Linked DNA regions of Rattus norvegicus: region 2 is linked to region 1. A link is a contact called in public Hi-C data. All regions are on one chromosome and are shown on one strand. Each heading gives the region's core, a stretch centred on a gene start, on an enhancer-like site or on the middle of the called end of the contact. The rest is flanking DNA. Distances are from core to core; before and after follow the strand shown.

The links. Hi-C and Micro-C count contacts between places; a contact is called where the count stands out from the background.
Region 2: a Hi-C map of liver shows a contact between it and region 1, with 2.9 times the contacts expected there. The contact joins the enhancer-like site here to the promoter of C1galt1 in region 1. A contact is called at or near these places in 4 of 12 Hi-C or Micro-C datasets (the A7r5 cell line, the Rat2 cell line, Schwann cells and 1 more) and 1 of 1 datasets of contacts at active chromatin or transcription factors (oligodendrocytes).

What each region holds. Positions count from the first base shown.
Region 1 is chr4:36,896,028-36,899,160 of GRCr8, forward strand. It overlaps C1galt1 (core 1 synthase, glycoprotein-N-acetylgalactosamine 3-beta-galactosyltransferase, 1), which reads left to right and starts at 1,678. Exons shown (of 4, transcript NM_022950.3): 1 at 1,678-1,831. LOC134486726 (tRNA (guanine-N(7)-)-methyltransferase-like) reads right to left here and starts at 1,824. Exons shown (of 3, transcript XM_063286913.1): 1 at 1,016-1,824; 2 at 675-793. The coding sequence starts at 1,810. The coding sequence ends at 1,163.
Region 2 is chr4:37,088,144-37,091,276 of GRCr8, forward strand. The region is part of intron 27 of Col28a1 (collagen type XXVIII alpha 1 chain); the gene reads right to left. Among named protein-coding and RNA genes, the nearest start is that of Col28a1, 100 kb to the right of the region's middle. Within about 2 kb of position 1,503, at least 1 of the 93 cell types and tissues checked has an H3K27ac peak or open chromatin away from gene starts, as enhancers often do.

The sequences.
Region 1 (3,133 bases), core at 428-2,927:
TACACAACCAATGGGTGGGTCATCAGGTGATCCTAGCCTACTATGGTTGGAATGTGGCGTTTCTTTCCCAAGACTCTTTGGTCTCTATTATCATGTATTAGGGGGCGAGGCTAAGTAAACCTGTTGATTAGGACTCTCCCCTTACCGAAAGGCTCAATTCGTTCTTGTGACTAATGGATTAATGAATAAATGGGCTATTCAGTGACTGCTATAAAATCGAGTTTGGCTAGGTCTCCAATAAGCTGTTTCCTGCCACGATTTCCAGCTGGTTCAGGACTTGATAAACGAAGATATCATCACACCCAGCTCCTTGTCTAGAATCATAACCAAAATATACCTGCTCTTTATAACTTAGTATCTGTAATATTAGAGGCATAAAGTAGATTCAGATAAAGCTTAAGTTTCTTATTTCAAAACTCTTACTTTGAATAGCTATGCTGTGGTATGCTCAGACCTGCCTAGTTTGAACATTTATGAAGCAGGGCACAGTTTTTCCATCTCAGGGCCTGGCCTTGTAGATGATGGTTAAGGTCTGTAGTCCCTAGATCTTACTTCCACTCTTTGCTGCCTCAACAGGTGGCAAACAACTTCCATGGCCACAAAGATAACTTTCTGGTACACAGGACATTTGCCAAAGCAAGGCAGACGGGTTTGCAAAGCTCTTAAGTACTTGCCCAGAAGTGAAGTGCTATACATGAATTCCTCCAAGAGTCTTTCAGTTACCATTCTCTGAGTTTTCTGTTCTTCTGAGGCACACATCTGGTTACACAGCACTCTTCACTATGCCAAATTTCTTGTTATTAAGGATAGAGAGATGCAGTCAGAGGACAAACGGCAAAAAAAGATGAAGGGGCTAAAATTGGGTTAGAGGTCAGCGTGACGTTAGGGTTTGTTCCACAGACAATTTATAAGGCGGTTCTACTTGTAGTCCCTGCTAATTTCGCTTTCTGCATCCCAGAGAGAATTAAAGAGAACACTCAATCTCACCAGAAGGGGGCTGAACCTAAACACTCACCTCGGGGAAGCCAGGACTTCCCAGCCCCCTTCGCAGGAGGGCGGGGCGAACTCCCGGCGGCCAATCCCTGCATCCGCACGTCGCCCTGTCCCCGCCCACTCCACCTAGATCCCGCCCTTCCCCGGGGCCGCTGCAGCAGCCGCGACGTCAGCTCTCCGAGACCCGTGGGTGGCGGCTGCGCTGTAGGCGGGCCGTGGCCAGGCCGCGCGGCGGGGAGGGGCGGAGCGAGCTGCGGGAGCGAGCGGCGGGAACGCGCGCCGGGCCCGCCTCGGCCGCCGCCGCCGGGGGATGATCTGGGCGGCCGCGGGCGGCCCTGGCTAGCAGCCCCTGCCGGTGCTGCGGCGGGCCAGGGCAGCGAAGGTCGAGGGTTGGGGGTCGTTCTCCTCCCCGCCTCTGGGAGGGGCGAGAGAGAGCCGCGGCTGATGTCAGGTACGGCGGGCGGAGGCGCCCGAGGGCTTCGGGTCCCGGGGCTCGGCTGCCGGTGGCGGGGCGACTGAGGCTACGGAAACGCCGCCCGGCGCGGCCAAACAGGTGTCTCGGGCGGCGGGCGAGCGGCAGCCCTCGCGCTCTCCTCAGCCCGGCGTGTCCGACCGGAGGCGCCCGAGGCGGGCCAGCGCCTAGCGGTCCTGCCCGCCGCCCCGCCCCGGCCTCCGCGCGCCCAGCGGCCGCCAGCTGCCTGCACTCAGGTGCGGGCACCTTCCGGACGCTCCAGTCCCTAGTGCCTGTGGCCGCCGCTGGACCGTCAGCTTTGTCTGGAGCCGGTTGATTATGGTTGAAACTTTCCCTGCCCTTCATTGACTTGAGTGAACTGACCAGGTGTGTTGGGGGTTTGCTACGCGCAGGATTGGAAAAAAAAATTTTTTTTTTCTCTCCGCTTTGGTAACAAAGTGTGATGGGCTTCCTAGATGTTGGCTAGTTAAACAAACTGCTTTGGCTTTAGATATTCTCCTAAATTAACTAATTTAAGAGTGAGGTTCGGGAATCAATTCTTTTGAGCTCCATCTACACACTTCTTACAAGCGGCGAGGGGGCTTAGAATGTTTTAAGATCCCTCACATTCTAGAAGAAAAAAAATTTTTTTCCAATCTAGGTTTTTGCATTCACGGTATTGCCTTTTAGTACATACAGACTGAAAGCGTATTCTGAATTTAAAAGTTACAAAGTTAGAACTTCAGTGCATCAGACTGAGTAATAAGGCAATGGGTAAGGGACAGAAATATGGTAATTTACTGGAGGTTGAGCGTAGACCACAGATACTCTGCCTGGTTGCCAAGAAAAAATGCTGTGTACATTACAAGTTATTTGATTCTGGTGTAAGTTTGGAAGTGGAAATTTGAGTTTTTAGAAGGTATTTAAAACTACAGTTTTCCAGCCCCTTATCAGATAAATGTCATATAAGCCTTATGCACACGATATTGTGTACTGTAAGCATTGTATGTAGCATTTCTGCCAGCCTTAGTATATATTTTTTGTACAGTTTAAATGAATATAAAGTTTCAAGTTACCGAACTCTTTTCACCATATGTTAAGTAAAACAGTCATTTAGGCCGGCAAGTATGACTCACTTAAAATTCAGCATTAGTGGAGAACTATCTATTCCGTGTCTCAGATTTGCTTGAAATTTATGTTTTCCTGTATCTTTTTACTCAGGACTCAGCATTTTACAAATGCTTTGTGGTTACTTCCCACTTAAACACCCCTCCCGCCTTGGGCTCTTAAAAAAACAAATCAGCCTATAATTGTGAATAACTTTAATATTAAGACAATTTTAGAATTTTCTAAGCGGTTTAAAAGTACACATCATGAGTTAAATGTTTGGCTAATAGTATTCAAAAGCGTGTGCATATGTTGGCTTTATACTGCTTACATGGTGATTTCGCTGAAATGAAAATTATATTATCCATGATAATATAAAGTCAAGTCTTTGGTGAAAGTAGTGGTTGGAATTTTTGTGAAAATGTATTTATGAGTCAAATGTAAATAGAAATTGTTACCTTAATGCTCCTGTTTACCTATTCAAAAGTTTTGGCTTTTCAGTACAAGTATTTTAAAAACTTTGTGAGATTTGAGTAAAACAGCTAGTTAAAAATTACAGCAAGGCTAAAAGAAAGATACCCA
Region 2 (3,133 bases), core at 253-2,752, 190 kb after region 1:
GCATGTGACATCATTTCATCCTTTTTTTTAACCTTTGACACTAACACACACATCATATAGTTGCTTGTCTCCATGATAAAACCAACAATTATTTTGCATTTTTTTAAATTGTGAAATTTTGTGAAACACTGGAGTAGGGTGAATATTAACCTTGACAAAAAAGTACTTTGAGATTTTATTTTTTTTCTTTAAGCTCATTGTAATTTAAAGACTAGCTTGAGAAACAAAATTAAATGCTGGAGACTACTGGTTCAGTTATCACTCACCTAAACAACTTTGTTTGACCCATGTGCACCAGATGTGTTTGATCATATGTGAATAAGAGATACTTGGGCAAGAAATATGCTAGGATGTACATTTACCCCTGATTGGATGTAGGTGGGAGGTATGTAAGCAGAAAATGTCAGGATGTATGCCCCTGATTAGACCTGATGGGTAATTCAGTAAATTTTAGGTTTTGCCTTTTTAAGCCCCTGCAAAATGTGACTCGTGGCCATTTTTTTTTTTTTTTTTTTTTTTTTTTTTTTTTTTTTTTGGAAATCCAGAGATGGACCTGCCAGAGAGCCATCCTCCTGGCCAGTATTTAATTAAAGTTTCTTCAAAATTGACCTTAAATTATGGTAATGATCTTATTCTTGACTGGTGGGGTTAACAATGGTAGATAGGCAAATTGGTAATGGCCACTGGCCATTGCCCATTACTTGTTAACAGTATACAGACAACGATGAGCTGGCAGTAATGATTCGGGACCCACAAAGGTGAGAGCTCAAAGTTTTCATCCCAACTCTGATCTGAAGAACTGGTCACTGCAAAAGGAAACTGTGTGGGGCCCAGTGCTTCAGGTCTATACTTCTAGCACTTGGGAGGAAGAGATAGAAGGATTCAAAGTTGAAGTCCATCCTTGGCTACATTGGGAGCAAAGGTCAGACTGAATTATATAAGACTATATACAATTTAAAAAAAGAAAAGGAAAGAAAAAGCAAGTTAGTTGAGAGAAAAAAATCACCTAATAATATCTCAGATTTAGAAAGGAAAAAGGGAGGGGAGGGGGAAAGGAGGGATGAGGCAGAGCAGAGTCATTCTTTTTCCTTATTGGTTGGACAGGATAAAAAATATTTGACCCAACAGGACATGCAAGTGTGAGCTAGCAAGTGAAACTCACAAATGGTCCATAGCCAAACCCACGGAACACCACCCTGATGATGTTAGCAATGTGAGAAAACATTACACAGTCAGTATTCGGGGGTTTAGCTTTGAGTCCATGTGACTATCATCTATCCAGTTTAGACAAGAATTACTAGTAGGAAAATGGGGTATGTGAACACAGATAACCAGGATCAACTCTGAGGCCCCTCCTCACTAGCCAGTTGTGTTTTGGTAGGTATAATCCCCAAATACTGAGCTATGGCAACAGTGAAACTCCATCTGGTTTTCATCTGGCATGACGGAACTAGTGCACTGAAACTGTCTTCACACAATGAACCTATACCCGGTCTCCTCAGTGCTATGATTACAGGTATGATCCAGACAGAAAATATTATACAAGCTGCCAAGAGAGGTAAGCATTTAATAGTCCTACCTAGGTGTGGTGCTCATGACCCACAATAACGACTGGAATGGCAAGATATCCGTACAGTAAGTGACACTCACACGTTAATGACTAGCAGCTGTCTAAACAGACTTAAGGTCTCCTCAACAGGAGGGAAATCATGCCTACTACTAGAAACCTAGCCAGCTTCCTAGGGCTAATCCGGCCATGGATTTTTTTAAGAGAACCTATTACTCACACTTTACTAGTTCAGCATAAATCCTAACTGCATTCTAAATCTTATACCTAATGGGGAATGAAGCTACAGCACCTCATGGAAGAAGCCTTTATGGCAAATGGAGTCCATCACAGAAAAACCACTAGATACAGATGCGGAGATCAATGAATCATGGAGTCTCAGCACCAGTGTATACATCTACAGCACAGCTTTCTTCCGTGGCTCAGAGAACACTTCCAAAGATGGGTCAGAACAGTTTTAAAAGGTAAACACCAGATAGTCGGCTATGAAACAGTTTTTCATAGAAATAACTACCTAAATGACACTGGAACAATGACAATATTAACAGACATACTCACACAGAAGGGGGAAATCTTACGGTGTCCCACACCTCGACAAGAAACTACAGGCAACTAGGGCTAGTTGAGGAGGGAGAGTTAGTCTCTCCTAGGTGTGAGCCCCTAATTTATTACCTATTGCAAAGTGGTCATCCCTGAAATTGTATCAGTATACATAATACAAGCCGCAAAAATAGACTCATCAGACCATATTTATGTATTTGTTCATACTTATACATGCACACATGTATACATTTATATGTAAAAATAATGAATTTGAGGGTGGGGGCATGAAAGGAGTTGTACTGAGGGGATGGAGGAGGGAAGGGAGGGAGAAGCTGATATAATTTATTTTAATTAAAGTGTATTAAATTATTAGGAATAAGTATACCCTACAAAGACAATTTGAGGGTTATATGAATAGTTATTTCAATGTAATTGATACAAACCAACAGAAATGCACTTAGGATACAACATGAACTTCAAACACAGAATCCAGATGTTTAGATCTGAGTTCCTGAATCAGATATGAATCAGCAATAGCTGTTCATTTTTCTGGGTACTGCTGCACTGGACCCCACAAGCTAGGCTGATCTGTCCATTACTACAGCCATGCTGGGCTCACAAATAATAAACTTGCCAGGCCTGAAACCCAGTCCACTCCCAGTGTATGGACAGTCCATCAACTGAGCTGGATCAGTCCTCCCCAGGTCTAAATGAAGAGCTGATGCTGGTGGCAAAGAGGTGCATTCTCTCCACGAACAAATAAGTGTGTAGAAAAAGTCATGGCAGAACCTACCTCAGAAATGCTTAAAAATCAGGAAGCACTTTCAGATATCACATTTATGTAAAGACTTCCCAGGACCCTGAGACAGATTCAACAAAAGAGGGCCAACTCCTGAATGAAGTTGCTTGAGAAGAATGAAGAGCTTGAGAGAGCCACCTCTGTCTCCTCCTTGCTTGGACCTCCAAATTGGAACATCTTGTCACCACATGACATGGGACACCTGACCAATGAGCCAACATTTG